Linked DNA regions of Sus scrofa: region 1 is linked to region 2. Evidence: chromatin contacts called from public HiChIP or PLAC-seq data. All regions are on one chromosome and are shown on one strand. Each heading gives the region's core, a stretch centred on a gene start, on an enhancer-like site or on the middle of the called end of the contact. The rest is flanking DNA. Distances are from core to core; before and after follow the strand shown. Region 1 has its middle 25 kb from the start of MOAP1. Region 2 overlaps GOLGA5 (golgin subfamily A member 5).

Region 1 (5,637 bases), core at 1,690-4,189, 290 kb after region 2:
ATTAGAATTTAAGTGAGAGAGGGGGCAATATAGGGGTGAGAGAGTGGACAGTACAAATTATAGGAGTGAGATAGGCTCAAATTAATCTTTACAATTCATATAAAAATAAATATTTTATTTTATTATATTATTTTTACGGCGCTACCTGCGGCATGTGTCTGTTCCCAGGCTAGGGGTCAAATTGGAGCTCTAGGTCACAGGCCTAGGTCACAGCCACAGCAGTGAGGGATCTGAGCGGCGGCGTCTGCGACCTACACCACAGCTCACGGCTACGCCAGATCCCTAATCCACTAAGGGAGACCAGGGATCAAACCTGCATCCTCATGGATGCTAGTCAGATTCCTTTCCACTGAGCTACCGGGAAGTTCACAGATTTTAAAATATGCATGTGTATGTTATGGGAACCAAGCTGGAGCACAGGCAGGTTTCAGATGGGACTGGAAGCAGGAACTGGCGTGCTTTTGCAGCCTAGGCTACCCTTCCGCTCTCTTTTCATTCTCGTTCCTCTACTTGCACTCTTCTCTCCTGATAGAGTAGGTTGGCTTTCTCTGCTCCCCAGTCCCTGGGTCAAAGAACCACCACCGTCAACAGATTCCAGATTTTCATGCCCCTCTACTGGAAAAAGCAGCCATTCTGAAGCTTGGCCTCTCTTATTCCCCAATTTCAAATTCCTTGGACTCCATTGGCCCAGCTCGGGTCAGGTGTTCGGCTCTGGTCCAATCAGCTGTGATGAGGGGTGGGACTTTGTTATACCAAGGTGGTGACCAAACCCTCTGATGCTGCAACCACCGCCTGTTCGGGAAGGAGAAGTAACCAGAGGAAGAAGATTGATCAGAGCTCAAGCAACCAACTTCTTAGGTGCTTTAAGGCAGAAAATGGAAGAAACCAATTATATAATAGCTCATGCGGTCTCCTCTAGTCTTTTGAACTATGTAGGCAGGTGGTCACTAATTCATTTATTTCCTCAGGTATTCATGCATTCAGCATTAACTTGACATTTATTAAATGCATCCTATATATCAGAGAAAGGAAGGGGAAGTAACTGCCCTTCAAGAGTTTGCCATCTGGGAGTTCCTGTCGTGGCTCAGTGGTAACGACCCCGACAAGTATCCATGAGGACTCAGTTTGATCCCTGGCCTCGCTCAGTGGGTTAAGGATCTGGCGTTGCCCTGAACTTCGATGTAAGTTGCAGACATGGCTTGGATCCCGGGTTGCTGTGGCTGTGGTGTAGGCCGGCAACCGCAGGGCCAATTCAACCCTTAGCCTGGGAGCTTCATATTGCCCTGGGTATGCCCCCACCCTTCCAAAAAAAGCAAGAGCAAAACAAAACAAAACAAAGAATTTGCCATCTGGGAGGGAGACAAAACATCCACAACGAAACATGGGAAAAGGGGAGTTCCCGTCGTGGTGCAGTGTATGGAAGTCGGGCAGGGAATGAGGCTGAGCTCATCTTGCCCCTTCCTCCAGGTTAGCACTGCTCCTGTAACCTGAAAGGAGGGGATACTTGGAGATGGAGCGTGGTCCTCACCAGCTCAGTGATTGGGTCAGAGGAAAACACGTGCTCCTCCTTGGGCCAATCAGAGACCATGAGGATCCACTTTCGAACTCAGACTGAAACCAGGCCATGAAGCATTCTTTGCTTGTGAGAATAGCTGGAGCTTCAGGTGGCAACCTTGCCTCCATTAGAGAAAGCCTCAATAAAATAAATAAATAAATAAATAAAAAACTAGAGAAAAGCGGAACCTAGCGATAGCGAGAGTGGGATTTCTGATACATTAAGCACTGTGCTAAAAAACATTTTTTTTTTCTTTTTGGTCACGCTCATGCCATGTGGAAGTTCCAGGGCTAGGGAGCCAACCTGCACCGCAGCTGTAACCAGAGCCACAGCAGCAACAACGCTGGACCCTTGGCCCGCTGAGCAATGAGCTTACGCCTAATACACTTAATTTTTTATGTACACCAGCTACAGTTAGCAACTTGGCTTGAGTCCCCCGAAAAGCAGAGCCTGAGGCAAAGCTTATAAAGGAGAGCCCTTCCAGAGAGCAGGAGGGACAAAGGAAGCATGAGGATGCTTCGTCTTCCAGGACCATCCTCTCAAAAGCTACAGAAATTTCATTTCAGGACAATCCACTGAGGGAAAAAGGGTAAGAACTTACCCAATTCTCCCACCTCCCATTGGTCAAAGGGGCATTAATGTCCCTGCTGTCCCCACCTCCAAGTTGTAGGGCTGTCCTTTGAACGGGGAGCTACTGGGGCATCTGGGAACAATGGAACTTACAGCCTTGGGTGGGGGTGGGGAGATTAAACAAGTAACTGCAAGACAGCAAGTGTTTTTTAAGAAATAGATCAAGGTAGGAGTTCCCGTGGTGGCTCAGCAGAAACGAATCTGACTAGTACCCATGAGGACGTGGGTTTGATCTCTGGGCTCGCTCAGTGGGGTAAGGATCCGGTGTTGCTATGAGCTGTGGTGTAAGTTGCGTGCGGCTCGGATCCCCTGTTGCTGTGGCTGTGGTGTAGATCAGCAGCTGCAGTTCCAATTCGACCCCTAGCCTGGGAACCTCCATATGCCTCAGGTGTGGCCCTAAAAATACCAAAAAAAAAAAAAAAAGATAAAGAAAGCGAGCAAGGTATTCTGGGCCTGGTCAGTAAAGGCCATCTGAAGAGGCGGCCAATCCAAGTGCAGATCCAAAGGAGTTGCTGGAGTCAGCCAGGCCAAGGGGATGATGCTAAAGAGGAGCCTCTGGGAAGCCCTTAGTCCAGAAAGAGCTCTTTGCGTTTGGAGAACTAAAGGCCGGCATTCTGCAGCCTTAGAGCCAGGTAGCTCAGTAAGCATTTACAGAGCGCCAAGTGTGAAGACAAGGCACCCTATCACTTAGGCCGCCCCACCCCTTCCTCCTTTTTTCAGGGAACTTTGCCTTCTTCCTTCCTGTCCTTGCCACTTGGTTACCATGGGAACAACCTCAGTCCTAGGATTGGACCACACCCTTCTGGCCGCAGCTGATTGGGCTAGAGGGGAACACCTCACCCAGGCCGGACCAATCAGAATCTTGATCCCTTTAAACCTGGGAAGTTGGGACCAAGAGAGCGATGAAGCTCTTGGCACAGGACTGGACAAATTGTACCTCCCTCTGGGGATGCTGACAGCCAGGTTCTCAGCCGAGGGAACCAGGAAGGAGTGAAAGATATTTCTGCAGAGAGAAGGTTTAATGAGGAAGATGCGAGAGATGAGGAATCGCCAGAGAGCCTGTTTCCTGTTCTTCTGAGTAGTGGCTGCACTCCTACCCTGGGGCTCCTTAAAACAAAGCCTCTTTTTTGCTTAAATTGCATCCAGTGGGTTTATATCCTTGCCAAATGCTCAGGCTTTATAGATGCATAAATACAGCAGGGCCTCTGCCCTGAAGAAGGTCATAAACCAGCGGGAGACACGGACATATACACTAAACATTAACTACAGGTCAATAAGTGCTGTAATAAAAGTTTGTTCAAGGCAAGGAGGTTGCAGAGATAAATCAAGATAAGAGACACAAAAGCATTTTGAAAAGGAAAAATATGTATGTCCCCTCAATCACACTTAGGAGATTCAATTTTCAATGTAATCAAGAACACAGCCATTCCACTTTCAGAGGGATCCTGTTTGTACAAGGCAGGTGCTGACTTATTATTGGGCAATGAGTAAATTACCAAAGTCTCATGCTTTCTTTTTCCTCATCTGTGTTTTGTGAGTGGATGCGTACACATCATTACAATGTCCCAAAGCATTGGGAAGTGTCTGCAGTTTCTGCTCTTGCTGCAATGTCACGATTTTCTACCTTTTCGCCCTCCTTGACTCCGCAAAGCTAAAAGGCTGTTGACTCAACTAAAACAAAATCTTGCATGTAAAATCAAATCTCACTGGTTGAGAAGTTTGCCGATAGACATACCTTTGCTGTATTAACCACAGATGGTGACATTATATCTGGAGAAAAAGTGTGACCACTTCCATCTAAACAATCTTCAGAATTGTCCTGTCCAGGGACACCTCGAACATTGAAATAGTTTAGGAAAGAGCAAAGATATCTTACTGAGAAATACTTCTCTCCATCACAGTCAGACACCTGTTTATTCTTGCTGATTTTTTTTTTTTTTTCTTGGCTGTACCCACAGTATGTGGAAGTTACTGGGCCCAGGGTCAAACCCTCACCACAGGAGCAACCTGAGCTGCTGCAGTGACAACGCTGGGTCCTTAACCTGCTGCACCACAGGAGAACTCCTATTCCTGCTGAATTTTTGGTGGTGGAGGTAACAGCACAAGAATAGCTTAGAAGCACCTGTTGAACAGGAACAAAGTGGGCTTTGGTAGCAAGCTGACCTAGGTTAAAATTCCAGCTCTACTGATTGCCAGCTGTGGGTCTTGGGCAAAGTACTTAACCTCTTTGAGCCTCAGTTTCCTCATTATTGTAGGAAGGAACTGATAAAAGACACTGACAGAAGATGTGCTGCGAGGCTAGACGGGTGGGTGAATAGAATCCGGGAGGGCTGTAAGGATTAAATGAGAGAAGGGGGATAAGCACAGCCTAACACGAAATGGAGCTAAACGCTTTATTTCTTCTCTTGTATCCTGGAGGCAACTGGGTTTTCTGGGGCAGGAGGGAAGGAAAGAACTTCCTTTCTGGCTGAGCTGCTCTACTCCTGGGGATCGGAATCTGATCAATCACATTTCATGAGAATGATGGGTTTCTAGAGACTCTCATCATTTAAAACTCTGTAGCCTAAGAATAATTTTCCCACATAAATAATTGTAAATTTGGAGGCCTGATCCTCAGAGCGCAAATTTTACAATTGTAGTCTTGTGCTTTTTTTTTTTTTTTTTTCTTTTTAAGGTCGCACCTGCAGCCTATGGAGGTTCCCAGGCTAAGGGTCAAATCAGAGCTGTAGCGCCGGCCTACACCACAGCTACAGCAATGCTGGATCGGAGCCACTTCTGCGATTTACACTGCAGCTCTTGGCAATGCTGGATCCTTAACCCACTGAGCAAGGCCAGGGATTGAACCTGCATCCTCATGGATATAAGTCAGGTTTGTTAACCGCTGAGCCACGACGGGAACTCCCATAGTTTTGTGCTTTCATTGAAACTTTGCTCTCTGTACCATCTCTTATTATTTTGCAGAAAGCTCACATATAAATTAATAGCAAGAGCTGTCACAGTAATTGGCCTTCTCCATAGCACTTTATCTCAGCTAATCTTTCCACAAAAGTGATTACACATTGTTGCATTGTTCAGGCTCAGCACTTCCAAGACCACTTGAAGTGGAAAGTCCCAGGACACCTACACGTGACTGTGGTTCCCCCACTGCTGACTCAGGTTATCTATTTCTGTTTAGCTGTTGAAGTGGCGCCACCGTGTGGCAATGTTATGAATGGTGTGCCCCACAATTTCTCTGTTTTTTGTTTTTTAGTTTTATTAGCGTGTATATGACTTATAATGTTGTATTGGTTTTAGGTGTACAGCAAAGTGAATCAGTTACACATTTATCCATCCTTTTTTCACATACAGGTTATTGCAGATTATTGAGCAGATTTCCCTGTGCTACCCAGTAGTCCTTGTTAGTTATTTTATATATAGTAGTGTGTATATGTTAACACCAACCTCCTAATCTA
Region 2 (5,407 bases), core at 293-2,792:
CCAAAGAGTTTGTTTCCATAAATTTAGAAGTTGAGTAAAGGCTACACTTATTCATACCTATTTAGGGTCTTTTTGTTGCAATTATGAAATGATTTATTTATATCGCATCCCTACCCCAGCATCACTGATGACACCGACACATTTTCCTACCCTTTCTCAAAAAGTTTGTGAAGTTGATAATAAAGAGTATAGCATTAAGTCTGGCAACATGGAAGAACTGTTCACAGTTTTAGTAGCTGTCATTTACCGAGCACTTAATATGCCAAGCACTTCACGAAGCGCTCACCATATATCCTGTCGTTTATTCTTTGTCATTAACCCCACGAGGGCGCTACCGTGTTCTCATTTTACAGTTTGAGGAGACACAGGTGTGGAGGAGAGTAACTTGCCATGACTTGTGAAGTGGCAGAGCCAGGGTTGGAACGCTAGTCTGTCTGATTCTAGAATATGTATCCTTAACCACTGTGCAGACTGCTTACCTCTCAAGAATTCATGTGCTTTAGTTAAATTGATGACAGAGATTAGCCCCCCTTCTGCTGACCTGAAAGTGGTAGGGAAAGATAATTTAACTTATTGCTGTTCTCGTCTAAGTCCACCAAATTGTGTGATGACACTGATCATCTGAGAGTATCACTAATCTGTCATCTCTTTCAAACAACATGCCAAGTGCCAGCGGTTGTGGAGATGAGTGTGTGTAACACAAGGTACCAAAAGCTGAAAAGCGACATGAAGATGCAGGTTTTTGTCTCATGCGGTACTGCATGACTGCACGGATGCTTACCCCGTGGGGAAAACGTAGAGACACGGAGCTGTGTTTACTGGTGGCTTTCACAGGAAACCTAGAAGGTGGTTTTTGAGTTTGAAGAAGTGAGAATAGTGACACCAAGTGAAGAAGTTAGTGTGGGAAGAGGTGCAAACAGATAGTAGTAATAGAGCTGAAAAGGAAAATAATGTGCTAATAACCTTAGGTGATATGAGAGAAAAGTTCTGTTTTTACTGTGTGTTGGATTACTGATATACACACATACACAAAAGCTAATTATAATCTGCAGTTTCAGGGGACTAAGGCAGTGAATCCTCTTTGAGGTTATATCTCTATTCTTCTTGAAATCATTAGTGGTTTTGTTTTGTTTTGTCTTTTTGCCTTTTCTAGGGCTGCTTCCACAGCATGTGGAGGTTCCCAGGCTAGGGGTTGAATCAGAGCTGTAGCCACTGGCCTATGCCAGAGCCACAGCAACACAGGATCCGAGCTGTGTCAGTGACCTACACCACAGCTCATGGCAATGCCGGATCCTTAATCCATTGAGCAAGGCCAGGGATCGAACCTGCAACCTCATGGTTCCTAGTCAGATTCGTTAACCACTGCGCCATGACAGGAACTCCAAAATCATTAGTTTTTGAATAGAGAGGTAAATCTCCCAGTGAGCCTCGCTGTCTGCGCATACTTATTCAAACGGTGGTTCCTGCTGTGCCATCCTGTCCATTTCTTTCACCGTTTGCCCTGTCTTATAGTGAAGTCTGTGTGCTTCTCTTAGTCTGTGACTGTGTCTCATTCACCTCTCCCCCTCCAGTGCCTGCTGAGCCCTGTTCACAGCGCCTGGTGATTGCTTAGTAAATATTGGACTGAATAGCTCATTATTGCCTTCACATGTAAATTCATCTTTTTAGGACATGGAAGCTCAGCAGGTTAGTGAAGCAGAATCAGCAAGAGAACGGCTACAGGATCTGCAAGACCAAATAGCTGGACAGAAAGCATCTAAACAAGAACTCGAGGCCGAGTTGGAGCGACAGAAGCAGGTGAAGTTTAAGGTTGATAACGACCAGGCAAGACTGCCCACTAGCGGTCATGTGAGGAGACATCTAGTGAAGCAGCTTAGAGAAATTCTTCGAGGTTGTGCTCAGAGATCCCTCCTGCCTTTCTGCCCCACCTTCCTCATTGTTTTTTTTTTTAACAGATGAAAAATAGAGGCACAAAATAGTTTTGAGATTTGCCTAGTATCACACAACTGATTAGAGACCAGAACAGAACCCAGGATTCTTTCCACGGTTCTGTGTTTTATTATACCTCCTTGTCAGAGTGTGTATGTATAGAGCACTTAAAACATCACTCGATTTTCATATTTTATTTCATTTGTACTTTCTAAAAACAGTAGTAAATAAATATTACTTAAGGGAGTTCCTGTCATGGCTCAGCAGTGATGAAACTGACTAGTATCTGCAAGGACGCAGGTTCGATCCCTGGCCTCACTCAGTGGTTTAAGGATCTGGTGTTTCTGTGAGCTGTGGCGTAGGCTAGAAGCTACAACTCCAGTTCAATCCCCAGCCTGGAAACGTTCATATACTGTGGGTGTGGCCCTAAAAAAACCAAAATAAATAAATATTACTTAATAGAAATAGAAATACAGCATTAGTTGTATAGATTACTCTTTCTGTTTGAAAAAATGCTTATAAATGATGTTTAAAGTTATGTTTCTTTTGATTAGTATAATTGCTTCCCAAGCCAAACTATTTTACATTAATATACTTGTATAATAGTATTAATACAGTTAAACATGTTTACAGTAACATTTTTGGAATAAGAATCTGTATTTAATATTAATAACATCTATAATTTACTGAGCAACAGCATATTATAGGCACTTAGAATGCATTATCTTATTCTCTCTAAACAGTAAAATCATTGTTCTCTTCATTTTACAGAAGAGAAGACTATTTGTATATTTCTCAGCGCCTCATTTATAGCATTTCTAGCTTTGCATATTTATATTCTTTAAATATTTTCTTATGAAGATGTATTGTTTCTGAAACTGATTCTATTCTCAGAGAAATGTTTGTTTTTCTTATGAAAGTGGCATTTGATTCTGTTTTCTGAGTAGTTAGAGAAAAAAATCTCTAAGTAGCAGCCTGTTGGGCACATCCTAGGCTGTCGGAGATAATTTAGTTAGAAGATTAGCTGTCCTTTTACAGATTGCATTTTAGCATATTTAAGGAGCTATTACATATTAAAAGGCAAAGAATGGATGTTCTTGATGGTTAATGAGATAACTTTCACTGTGTTACCGCCGATGGTTTCACCACATCCCCTTCGGTGCCCTTTTCTAAATTGAGGGAGGTGAGTAAGCAAAGTGGAGCCAAGTGTAGCTCTAGGCTGTTTATTTAGTAACCAGATGTTCTGGATGGGAAATACTTCATCTTGGGATTAAATAATCTAACCTAGAGCTTAGAGGAAGCCGGGCAGAACTTCTTGTGAATTGTTACTCCCCTACCTAATTCCCTTCCTCATTTTCTCTTTTTTCACTTGTCTCAGTTTTTTCCGTCTGAAATGAGCAGGTTGAAATAAATGTTTAAATTAGCCTCTAGCAGTTTGATTCCATTTCACGTTTGCTTTTTCATACGTCTCCCTCTACTTTGCCTGCACAGTTAAGCATGGTGCCTTTGAAGATACTTAATGACTTACTCTTTCTTCCCCGACGTGTGCTTTACTTTTTACTTCCGGTCTGACGCCACGGATTGTGTACCTTGGACAAGCCAGCTTGGTGTACTTGTTAGTAAATTTGGAGGTATTTCTTTCTTACCTCTCTTTTATCACTGATGAGTAAAACAGGTGCAAGATACTGCATGCTAAAACTAAGCCTATGAAAAACTGCTTAAAATCATTAGGGAAATGCTGGTTGAAACTGCAGTGAGACACCACCACATAGCCACTATGACAGCCACGCTTACAGAGACTGACAGTACCAAATGTTGGAAAGGCTGTGGATGACCCGGAACCCTCTCATCTTGCTGTGGGAATGCAAAATGGTACAGGTACTTTGAAAACTGTTCAGAAAACAACTTGGCAGATTTTCTTCCTAGGTTAGGCATACACTTATCATATAATCCAGCAATTCTGTTCCTACGTATCTATCCAAGAAAAACAAAAATGTATGACCAATAAAGGCGTGTGCTTGCAGAGTCATCACCTGCAAATTGACATGTCAGGCCGAAGCATTAACTTCTCGTTGGATCCATTGAAGGCTGTTCGTTACTTCATTCAGTATATACCCAGCACAGAACGACCGAGTGCCTGCCTGCTTTGTGTCAGGCAGGTACTTCCAGGTACTGGAGATGAACTACGGAGCACTGATTTAGCTTTGGTTTATTTGTGCCTCACTTCGTAGGAATTTCACTACATGGAAGAAGATCTGTATCGAACAAAGAACACATTGCAAAGCAGAATTAAAGATCGAGAAGATGAGATTCAGAAACTCAGGAATCAGGTATGAATCGGCTTTCACAACTTGGGAAAGATGCCATTGTAAAAGTACATTTTTTAATTTAATTTATTATTTATTTATTTATTTATTTTTGTCTTTTTAGAGCCGAACTAGTGGTATATGGAAGTTCCCAGGTTAGGGGTCAAATCGGAGCTGTAGCTGGTGGCCTACGCCACAGCAACACGGGATCTGAGCTGCGTCTGTGACCCATACCACAGTTTATGGCAACTCCGGATCCTTAACCCACTGAGCAAGGCCAGGAATTGAACCTGCATCCTCATGGATGCTAGTCAGAGTCTGCTGAGCCACGAGGGGAACTCCAAAACCACGTTTTTTTAAAGGATACGGTAAGACTTTCTTTTCCCATATTTTTACCGGAGTTCTCCAGTTTAGAGGAGTGAGATTAGTTATTTTCAACCTGATAGAGTTTTTATCTAATGCCGTTTGAGCCTGCATTTGCTATCTTCTGTGGCTTGCTTCTTAGACAAGGATCTTGTAGCAGTCACTGAGGAGATAGTAATTATTCCAGAATTTTATACCTTCTCTCTGTAGTGCTGGGTGTGCTGCTTGCCAGCTTCCTTAGGAAACCACAATGATAAATCTTCTTATTAATAGGTCTTTCATTAGTGTCGCTAAGACTTTTTTCAACTGAAAAAGTAAAACATAGAAAATAACATGTGCCTACCACTCAGATGTACCAGTCTTTGCCGTTAACTGACACAATGATGCATTCACTTACCCTGTCACTGTGCCTTGTCCTTTCTTCCCTTATACTCACACAATTGACTTACTAAGTAGTGAACTTATTAATCATTCAGATAATTTACATAAAGATGGACTAATTCATTTTTCCATTAGCTGATGACTTGATTTGAACATGAAGTGAAATAATTTTAGTTTTTTAAGTTCTTAGATTTCTTAGTAGTCCATAATTTAAAATGTTTTACAACTATAAATAAAATGAATTGCATTTTTAAAAAATGTTTAAAAACTTTCAATTTTTATAGGGCCTGGGGACAGCTAACTGATTTTGAATGTTCCCTTTTCCTTCCTATTCCTAAATTCATGAAATGGTTACAAATAAGATGACTTACTAAACATAAACTACCAATCAGTTTACTCTTAAACAGTCCAATTTGTTAAATATGTGC

Evidence for each region. HiChIP or PLAC-seq counts read pairs in DNA pulled down with a chosen protein or histone mark.
Region 1: a contact with region 2 is called in an H3K27ac HiChIP or PLAC-seq map of alveolar macrophages. The contact joins two enhancer-like sites. A contact is called at or near these places in 2 of 47 Hi-C or Micro-C datasets (embryonic fibroblasts and epiblast stem cells) and 1 of 2 datasets of contacts at active chromatin or transcription factors (alveolar macrophages).

Annotation. Positions count from the first base shown.
Region 1 is chr7:114,546,307-114,551,943 of Sscrofa11.1, forward strand. No RefSeq gene overlaps it. Among named protein-coding and RNA genes, the nearest start is that of MOAP1, 25 kb to the right of the region's middle. Within about 2 kb of position 2,940, at least 7 of the 83 cell types and tissues checked have an H3K27ac peak or open chromatin away from gene starts, as enhancers often do. A contact at or near this core is called in alveolar macrophages, where this site is marked.
Region 2 is chr7:114,257,764-114,263,170 of Sscrofa11.1, forward strand. GOLGA5 (golgin subfamily A member 5) reads left to right here. Exons shown (of 13, transcript XM_013989218.2): 8 at 1,669-1,797; 9 at 4,161-4,259. Among named protein-coding and RNA genes, the nearest start is that of GOLGA5, 23 kb to the left of the region's middle. Within about 2 kb of position 1,543, at least 8 of the 83 cell types and tissues checked have an H3K27ac peak or open chromatin away from gene starts, as enhancers often do. A contact at or near this core is called in alveolar macrophages, where this site is marked.